Regions from separate parts of the Sus scrofa genome. Here region 1 is linked to region 2. A link is a contact called in public Hi-C data. All regions are on one chromosome and are shown on one strand. The core of a region is the stretch at or near the end of the contact, and the rest is flanking DNA. Distances in the headings are between cores, read along the strand shown. Region 1 holds the start of PRPF6 (pre-mRNA-processing factor 6). Region 2 holds the start of ARFGAP1 (ADP-ribosylation factor GTPase-activating protein 1).

What was found. A called contact is a pair of places that touch in the nucleus more often than the background predicts.
Region 1: a contact with region 2 is called in a Hi-C map of skeletal muscle, with 7 times the contacts expected there. The contact joins the promoter of PRPF6 here to the promoter of ARFGAP1 in region 2. A contact is called at or near these places in 1 of 5 promoter capture datasets (liver) and 2 of 47 Hi-C or Micro-C datasets (liver and skeletal muscle).

Annotation. Positions count from the first base shown.
Region 1 is chr17:62,813,466-62,818,385 of Sscrofa11.1, forward strand. It overlaps PRPF6 (pre-mRNA-processing factor 6), which reads left to right and starts at 2,044. Exons shown (of 21, transcript XM_021077613.1): 1 at 2,044-2,279; 2 at 3,889-4,057. The coding sequence starts at 2,209. It overlaps SAMD10 (sterile alpha motif domain-containing protein 10), which reads right to left and starts at 528. Exons shown (of 5, transcript XM_021077668.1): 1 at 342-528. The coding sequence starts at 432.
Region 2 is chr17:62,378,471-62,383,473 of Sscrofa11.1, forward strand. ARFGAP1 (ADP-ribosylation factor GTPase-activating protein 1) reads left to right here and starts at 1,590. Exons shown (of 12, transcript XR_002339924.1): 1 at 1,590-1,753; 2 at 4,774-4,837.

The DNA.
Region 1 (4,920 bases), core at 794-3,293, 440 kb after region 2:
GTGGTCTCGGCCACCCCTCGGCCCCACTGCTGGGGCTGGGGAAGGTTTTCTCCGCGCAAAGGAGAAGGTGATCAAAGGGGTGCTACTCGCCTGGGGACAGGAGCCCGAGCGGGTCACCTCTCCCAAACCAAGGCGCGCTGATTCCCAAGGCCTGACTGCCCGCCCCCACCCCACCCCCGCCCCGGCACAGGACAAAGACACCCGAGACCCTGTTCGACCAGGGCGCGCCCCCCACTCCGAGTGCGGCTGCCATTCGGAGTCCGCCAGGACCCGCCCCTGTCCCTCTCGGTCCTCGAGCCCCCAGACCCCGATACTCCCGCGCCCCGGTCCAGCCCGCTCACCGTCCACATCCCGGCGCTCCCCGAAGCCGGCGCGCACAGCCCCGGAGCGGCCTCGCGGGGGGCTCAGCTTGGTCCTCAGCTCCGTGAACATGGGGCCCGCGGGTCCCCCGCCTGTGCACACGCCCCTCGCCGGGCGCAGGGCGGCCCGTGTGGCCGGCGGGGAACGCGCGCCGCCGCCCCGCCCCAACCGGCCCCGCGCCCGAGCCGGTCCCCGCGCCCGGCGAGTCTGCGCGGCGAGGCACCTGCCGCTGAGCCCTGAGAGCCGGGCGCGCTCCGGGAACTCGGAGGTGTGTCGGCGGCGCGCGGATCTGCGTATGCGAACGGTGCCTGCCAGGGCACGGGCCGGCAGTGCGCACCTGGGCGTGCAAGGACAAGGGACTCTGTGCACCGGCAGGAGATCCAGAGGTCTGCAGGAGCATCTGAGTCAGGGACATAAGAGTGCGTGTGTGGAGGGGAGAGGGTAGTGTACCTGCTCCGGGGAGCTTCTGTCCACTGGGGGCCAGGTCAAGGGCCAGACCTAACCCATTCTCCTATGTCAGTTTACTTATTCCTTTATTCACGTCATCTCCAGACCTCTCCAGTGGTCTCCCTGTCCAACGGGCACTCGTTTCCCCAGAGAAGTCAGTTCGACCCTTTCTTATTCCCCACAACACCGCAAACTTCTGGAGGACAGCAGGGTCTCTCCCCTCCCCTCTGGAGACCCAGAATCTGACTCAGCGTCCAGGGCGTGGTGCTGAAAGGGATTCGGCTGGGGGCAAGGAGGAGGGAGAAACTCTGAGAAGGCTGCAGCAGGCAGGAGAGCTATGTTTGCTCCAGGACCCCAGTGAGAAAGGTTAGGGTGGGCTGGGGGCTGCCTGGTCCAGCAGAAGGCTAAACATGTGGCCAGCTTTTTGCTTGCTTTGCCTAGAGCCTGAGGGCTCTCCCCAGGTGAATGTGGGGGCCAGAGGATGTCCCACAGCCACCTCAGCAAACGTGCACATGGACACACAGACATGTATGCCAAGGACGGTCATGCATATTCACCTAAAATATGAGCACAGGTGGCTTGACTTGCACCTGTGCCCACGGACACACGGAATTCACCCACATGCTGTGACCACTCATGCCCGCATACTAACTTGTCCTGGTGCATTTATTTATGCTCATCAATTAGCTCCCTAGGATCTGGGCTCCCACCCTCACCAGAAGCACCTGAATGTTCAGGGTATGGTGGGGGTGGGGGCCTGTACAGGTACCGGCGCTGCCGGATCGGGTCCAGAAATCTGAGCGCGGAGAGCCAGGGAAGCAGTCTGCACCCGGGGACACGCGATCACAACACATACACTCCGCATAAGCTCTACACAACTGGCTGGGTGTGCAGCCCCCGGAGCTGTGTTAGGCCCTGCCCCGGGGCCAGGGCGACTGGGCGGGGGGCAGGGAGGGCGGATCCGGGAGGCGGGGGACCCATAGGTCCTGCCCATACAGGCAGGTATCGGAAATGCATCGAGTACACGCAGTTAGCAGGGCCGCCCCGGCTCAAGGTTTGAGGTTCCCCCGTGTGCAGACTGCTAATCGAGGGCTAATCGAGGGTGACACCGCCCGCCCGCCCGCAGCTACACGAGCAGGCGCCCCCCGCGCATGCGCCTATCGCGTCTCGGTCTCGGAGTCAAGGAGCCGCCGGAAGCGGGCGGAAGTCGCCTTTAGGGAACTTCCGGTCGGGGCCGCCGAGGTGGGCGGGGATCTGTCGGTTCGCGCGCTCTGCTTCCGGGGCGCGGGTGACGCGGGCGCGCGAGCTCTTCCTGCGGCGGCGCTTCGGTCGTCTGTCGTCTTTGGCCTCCGGCCGCAGCCTCCGTCCTTTCCCTTCCCGGCCGTCGGCGTCACAGCCGCGATGAACAAGAAGAAGAAGCCGTTCTTGGGCATGCCCGCTCCGCTCGGCTACGTGCCCGGGCTGGGCCGGGGGTGAGGCCTGGGGCGGGCCGCGCGCTGGGGTGGAGCCCCGGGCGGGACCGTGGTCGCGTCGCGACTGCCCACACGTCTCAGTGAGGCGGCGGGTCGGGGCGGGGAGGACGAGAGCAGCGGTGGCGCAGGGTTGGCCAGGTCTTTGTGGGAAGAACGGCGTCCTGGGTTCGGACAGACCCGAGCGAGGCTGCCTCCCCAGGAGACGGGACACCGGGGCGCTCTGAGCCCGGTGTTTGTGCTGAGAGGCGGGTGGTAACGCCGTCTTGCGAGTGTGCAGTGCTTGTAGTTGAGCACCGTGGCTACTACCCCCCAGGCCAGGCATCGCCCCCCCCCAACCCCTGCCTTGAACGGGACTGATTCCCCCACCGTCCGGCCGGGGTCCTCTGTGTGCTCGCTCAGGGTTGCTCGTTCTTCCGCTGCGGTGTCGGTGGTCACAGTACTGCCTGTTCAGAGTCAGCTCTCCGCGGGCAGGGGTGGCATCTGTGAGGCTTGTGACTGGGTCCCCTAGATCAGATGACGGCCGTTTATTGCTGAGGAATTGAGCAGTTATTATCTTCTTTTGTGGTTTGATGACTGTCTTCAGTGTTGTTTTTGGGTTGCTTTTTCTTATTTCTGTGTGTATCTCTTGTAGATTTTTGGTTTGCAGTTACCGTGAAGTTTTGATATAGGAGTCTTTGTATACACAGGGTTGTTGTAAGCTGTTGGTCTCTTCATTGCCAGTGCATCCCCAGCATCCTGCCTTTGTACCCTCCTCTGCTCCCGATTTCTGGGTTTGGTGGCCTGTTTGTGTGTGGCTGACCTTCTCCCTTTCTCACGTGTTTGTCTTTGCCGGTGAGCCCCGTCACTCGTCATAGTTTTGTTTCTGGTTATGGTCTCCTTCTACCTAGAGAGGTTCCTTTAGTATTCGTTGTAAAGCTGGTTTAGTGGTGCTGAATTCTCTTAGCTTTTGCTTGCCTGTAAAGCTTTCGTTTCCTCCTTCAAATCTGAATGAGAGCCTTGCTGCGTAGAGGCTGCGGTCGGAGCTGTGTTGAAGCTAGGGAAGCTCCATGCAGGGGGGTAGCTTGCTTCCTAACGAGATGGGATGGGAGTCATGGTCTCAGGAGCATGGGTTCTGGGGGGAGACCCTGTAGAGCTTGGAGGCGGGTGGGAGGGAGAGGGAGGCCGAGCCAATGCCATGGTGCCTGGGACGGCACTGCCACCACCCGCTGAAACAGCCCAGAGCTGCCGCTGCAGGGCCGGTGCGGAAGGGGAGCTCTGCCTGGGCCGAGCTGCGTTGGAAGGCCCGGGTGGAGTGGGAGAGGGAGATGCCTAGCAGGTGTTGGGAATGGGAGGCTGGTGCCCTGGCGAAGCCCTCTCCCGGAGAACGGGGGTGGCAGGAGAGAGCCTTGGTAGCCTCCTCAGCTTCCTGTCCTGAAGCGGACGGACGGCGACGTTGGAGAGCACGGCTGTGTGGGGTTCCCTGCACACACGGCACTGTGGGGAGTTCACGGGATCTTTGGAGGTTTCCCAGAGCAGTTGGAAAAGTAGGTGTCATCAGGTGACGCCTGTGGAGGGAAAAGCACAGAAACAAGGCCACTCAGATAAGTGGGCGTCTTGGGGTCTCCTGCAGTGCCACTGGCTTCACCACCCGGTCAGACATTGGGCCTGCCCGGGATGCCAATGATCCCGTGGATGACCGCCACGCGCCCCCGGGCAAGAGGACCGTCGGGGACCAGATGAAGAAGAGCCAGGCCGCAGATGACGACGATGAGGATCTGAATGACACCAACTATGATGAGGTGACTGGGGCTCCCTGGCCAGTGTCCAGAAGGGCCGCCCAGCTTCAGCAGTGTGCTCTTGGCATCTGTGATGAGTGGCTTGGGGTGGCGGGTGCTCTTATGTCAGCTACTCGTGGGATAGTGCCAGCAGTGAGGGGCATGTGAAAAATGCAAACAACTGTGCACTTGATGCCTTTGCAAGTGTTAGAGTTGTTACACTGGCGTGTTGTCTTGGCTGGTCTCTTTTCTTTTTCTTTTTTTTGTCTCTTCTGTCCTTTTTAGGGCCACACCCACGGCATATGGAGGTTCCCAGGCTAGGCTTCGAATTGGAGCTGTAGCCGCCGGCCTACACCACAGCCACAGCAATGCCAGGTCCGAGCCGAGTCTGTGACCTATACCACAGCCCGCAGCAACGCCAGATCCTTAACCCACTGAGCAAGGCCAGGGATCGAACCCGCAACCTCATGGTTCCTAGTCAGATTCGTTTCCGCTGCGCCACGATGGGAACTCCTCTTTTTTTTTTTTTTAATGGCCCACTGCATATGGAAGTTTCTGGGCCAGAGATTGAATCCGAGCCGGCTGCAGCTCTTTTAACTCACTGTGTGGGGCAGGGGATCAAACATGCACTTGTTCAAAACCCGAGCAGCTGCAGTGAGAGGATTCTTAACTCACTGTGCCACAGTGGGGACTCCTTGGCTGATCTTTAATGATGAAAATTTTAAGTGGAATTGGTGGTAATCCTTGCTTTCTTTGGCTTTAGTGCTCATTCTCTTGGTTAATTGATGTTTGGTCAATGGAAGTTTTCTACAGATGTGTTGTAACAGATGGCATTTTTCTTTAGAGGGAAAGATTTTTAAAATTCAGTTCTGGGAGTTCCTGCTGTG
Region 2 (5,003 bases), core at 340-2,839:
AAGGACATGGAGCAACTGGAGCTCCGGGGCTGGCAGAGTGTGAAATGGTACAGCTGTTTCGGAAGACTGCCACACAATTTTTTACAAAGCTCAACATGCCCTTTACTTCATCACCCAGCAATGTTTCTTCTAGGTAATTAAGCAAAAGAGGTTTTGAAATATACCCTTGGAGTTCCCGTCGTGGCGCAGAGGTTAACGAATCCGACTAGGAACCATGAGGTTGCGGGTTCGGTCCCTGCCCTTGCTCAGTGGGTTAACGATCCGGCGTTGCCGTGAGCTGTGGTGTAGGTTGCAGACGCGGCTCGGATCCAGCATTGCTGTGGCTCTGGCGTAGGCTGGCGGCTACAGCTCCGATTAGACCCCTAGCCTGGGAACCTCCATATGCCGCGGCCCAAAGAAATAGCAAAAAGACCAAAAAAAAAAAAAAATGAAATATACCCTTAAAGGACTTGTACATGAACTTCAGGGCAGCTCTATTCACAACAGCCAAGACTCAGAGATGACTGTAGTGTCCAATATGTGAACGGATAAACAAAGGGGCATTTTCATGTCGTGGAATAGTATTCAGCTGTGAAAAGGAATGAAGTGCTGACAGAGGCTAAGACAGGGACGAACCTTGACAACATAGTCTGAATGAAAGAAGCCATTTGAAAGCGTGGCATGATTCTATTAGGTGATGTTCTAGAACAGACCACCTGAGAAATGGGCTAAAAGAACAGGGCTTGCCTCCGATGAGATGCCGTGTAACTGATCATGGTGGTGGCTACGCTGGGGCGCACATCCGCCAAGACTCACTGAATGCACATTACTGAAAATAAACTATGTCTCAGTAGAAGTGTTTATATTGGGTTACTCCAAAAGTTACGGAGGTCCGTGAAGAATATGCGGACTTCTCAGAAAAGCATAAAGTGAAAACAAAACCAAAAATCGTTTGCCATTATACCTCCCAGAGAGCATCACTCTCGACAGTTCCTTTCCTGCAGTCAAATTTCCCGTATTTGGGATCTTACTATTCACACTGCTTTGCAGCCTGCTTGCACCCTTCTTCTCCTCGGAGTTCACCAACGGGCTCGGCCAGCGGGAGGCCGGATCAGGAGATCGGGAGGTGAGAGGCCAGAGGGGCCGGCATTTATTCCTGCGGCTTCCTCGGCTAGATCTCCTCGGCTGGCCACGCCCTCAACCAAAGATAACAGCTTCTCTGGGGCAGAGGCCCTGAGGACTCTCTCCTTCCGGAGTCCCGGAACCTCTCCCTCCCCCTTTTCCTTGGGGCCTGTTGACGTCACAGCTCTGGGGCTCCAGCTCCGGCGGCCCGCAGAATTCCGGCGGTGCCCTAAGCCCGCCCACGCCCCCCTAATCGGCTCCCTTGTAAGTAGACGCCCCTGAGCCATCCTCATTTGAGCGTCCTGATGGCGCGTCGCCGGTGAGCGTGGCTGTCGGCCCCCAGGACCTCGTGGGCCCCGCGGGACAACCAGTCTGAGACTGCAACCCTGGGAAGGACGCGTCCCCATGGTGATGGGGCAGGGACGCGCTTCCGGCCCAGCCGGCCGGAGGAAGTCCCGCCCCCGCCGGCCCGCCCCCGGCTTCCCGTCAGGCCTCGCGACGCGCTACGTAGCCGGAAGCGGGTGGCGGCGGGGTGGGCGGCCGGCGAGCATCTTCGGTGCAGTTCGCGGCGCCGCCGACCCCAGCCCGGACCCCCGCCCGGACCCCCGCCCGGACCCCCGCCCGACGGGCGCGCAGGATCGAGCCCTGCCAGGTAAGACACGGCCGAAGTCCCGGCTCCCCCCGGCTAGTCCTCAGCCCCTCCCGGCGGCTGCCCCGCCCGGACCCCCACCCCTCCCGGAGGCCGCCTTGCCCCTGCCGCCCCCGCCCCGGCGGACTGCTGCCCGGGGGGCCCCCCCGCGCCGCCCCTCCGCCGCCGCCCCCGCCCGGACCGACCCCCCGCCCACCCCGCCGCGCGCCCCCGGCCCCCAGCCTTCTTTCCTCCGAGGCTGTCACGGGCCCCTGCCCACCGCAGCCCCTCCGTGGGGCCAGCCGGCCCTGCCCCGTCCCCACCTTCGGACCCAGGACCGGGTTTGGACACAGGCTCTGGTCAGGCCGGGTCGTAGCTCCGAAGGGGCTTCCCGCCCGAGGAGGGAAGAGTCGGTGTCGGAGAGGCCCTTCCGGGGGCAGCCTCCGGGCCTCAGCTCCTTGCCTCCTCATCCGCGGTGGGTGATCGTCTTGGGAGGAGAGGAAACCGAGAAGCGACTCTAAGATTCTTTTTCAGGTTATGTGCCTTCAGGTTAGAAGTATGCTCCTTGGCCGCCCTCGCTGTTGAACAGCCTCATCGCAGGCCCCGAAGGAGAGTTGTGCTCATTCAGTGCAGGCGCGATGTGCCGGCCAGGCTGTTTCTGACGGGCCCGGTGGGGCCGTAACAATGGCCCGGGGATAATTAGCCTTGACATTTGGCTTCCGCTCTCTGCTTTAGAGTGAGACAGCCTTGTGCTTGGACGAGGCGCTTTGGGTGTCTTGGCTGGTGTCTGAGAAAGATGAGGGTAACAGCCCTGGGGACCAGGCAGTGTCCCTGCGTCACCCCCTTTGATCTCCAGGGTTGAGGAGGTCCCCACTTCAGGAGCAGCATCCTGCAGTCTGAGAAGTGGTTTTCTTCATAAACGGAGAAAAAGTGTGTTTAGTTCACTGTTTGCAGAAGCCACATCCACGTGCAGAAAACTGTGTTTGACCATCTTGATTTCAAACATTAAAACAGGAGTTCCTGGATCATTTTCCAAGATAAACTGTTGTTTTGTTTTGTTTTTTGGGATTGCTTTTGTGTTTTTTACCTTTTCTAGGGCCGCACCTGCGGCATATGGAGGTTCCCAGGTTAGGGGTCAGATTGGAGCTGTAGCCGCCAGCCTACACCGGAACCACAGCAACGCAGGATCCGAGCCGCGTCTGTAACCTACACCACAGCTCACGGCAACACTGGATCCTTAACCCACTGAGCGAAGCCAGGGACCGAACCCGCAACCTCAGGGTTCCTAGTCAGATTCTTTAACCGCTGAGCCACAACGGGAACTCTGATAAACTCTAATTTTGAAAGTTAGCAGGTATTTGTTTTTCTGTATCCAACTTAAAATTTCACAGCATTTAGGGTTCTCACATACAGAACCAGTCGCTGGGGAGAATTCCTCTTAAATCCAGGCGAAGTCATTTATTTTTCACATATTTTCTCTGCAGTATTTCCACAGACACTCACTCTGCCTTATTTTATACAATTAGAAATCAGGACAGGCCACCCCCAGTTCTGACTTTTGTCTGACTGGGTCGTGGTGGCCAGAACTGAGCCTCTGGGCAGGCCAGCTTCTCTGGGAAGGGCGCCTCGTGCACCCGTTTCTACCTTCACACTGTGGGTGTGTGGAGCTCGGCAAGGGCGGGGTCCCCTGTGGGGCGGGGCCGGGTGCCCAGCGCTGGGTGGGGTGGTGCAGTCCAGTGTTCGGTCCGGTGTTTGCCTTCGAAAGTCGGGACCACCAGGCACAGCACAGGAACTAGGGAGCGGAAAGGCGCCTTGAGCAAGCTCCTAGTTTTATTTCCCTTGATTACGGAAAATAAATGTTTATTTCCTAAGTTCAGCTGGTGTAAAAGGGCCCTGCCAGCAGTAGGTGTCCAGAGGTCTGGATTCAGCAGGTGTACTTGGGTGGACAGGCAGGGTCCCCTGGTGAGTAACCGAAGGTGACAGGCGCAATGCCCGACAGAGACGCTCCTGGGTTTTTCACGCTGCACCGTCAGCAGGAATGCTGGTCAGAGCAGTTGCCTCGCCGACGCCGTGGGGTGCGGAGTCCGAGGGGGAAAAACCAGCCGTGGCCCCTGTGTGTGGCTTTCCCTTACAAGGGCCCCTGCCCTGAGAGGCCGTGTGCGGGCGGGAGCTGGCACGCGGGCTCCGTAACAGAGAGAGGGCAAGCACCTGCGGCCAGGCCAGGACCCGTGGGGTCCCTGCGTCCAGCGCCACTGGTGGCAGCCATCCCCTCCCTCTGCTCAGGCCTTCCTGGGTCCGCTTTCCTGGTCAGGAACGAACTGGGCCATGGGTTGAACTTGAACTTTGCCCAAACTAGAAGATTTATAAAGAAATAAAAGGCTTTTCACTTTAGCCCAAGCCGCAAGGCTGCTGGTCCCGACAGTGGCCCTGAGGCATGGTGGCAGGTCCGCTGGTCGGTAGGCCCCTGTCCTTGCCCTGCTGGGCCAAGCTGTCACCTCCATCCCCAAGGGGCCCCAGGGAGGAGCTGCCTGCAGACAGTGGTGAGTCAGGGCCAGGCTTCTGCCCTGAGCGAGCAGCCACCCTGCAGTGGGAGGTGCGGGGTGCAGCAAACGCAGGCTCCCCGTCTTCAGATACTGTCAGCACAGGTCTGGCGTCTCGCCCGGAAAGGGGGAACCAGGCTTAGCAGCTCGCCTGCGCGCGGTTTATAAAGAGCACCCCTACTCTGGACTTCACCAGAAGAGCGACTTTTTATAACCCACGCAGCCTCGATGGTGCCTGAGCTTGAGCAGCGCGGTCCGGTGATTGCACGTTACTCCTAGTGAGCGCGCTCTGGGCCTCCCGGCTCTCCTGAGCGTGTGGGGAGCGGATTCCTGGGGTAAGCGGGTCCCTGGCGCGGCCTGCAGTGAGTGGCCCTGGGACCTGCAGCTCCCACGCAGCTTAGCGGAGTTCTCAAAGTTACATTTTATGGTGTTTTCACATCCACGGTTGATTTTCTGGCGAAGTGACTTATTCGTCAGTTTAGAGGCTGGTTTTTTCTTTGGCAGCACCATGGCCAGCCCGAGAACCAGGAAGGTTCTTAAGGAGATTCGGGTGCAAGATGGAAACAACGTAAGCATCCCCCTGTCGTTGACGCGCCCACCCGCCCTTCTCTTCCTCCCTCCCTCTCTCTTCCTCCCTCCCTCTCTCTCCCTCTCTCTCTCCCTCCCTCTCCCTCTCCCTCTCCCTCTCCCCCTCCCCCTCCCCCTCTCCCCCTCCCTCCCTCCCTCTCTCTCTC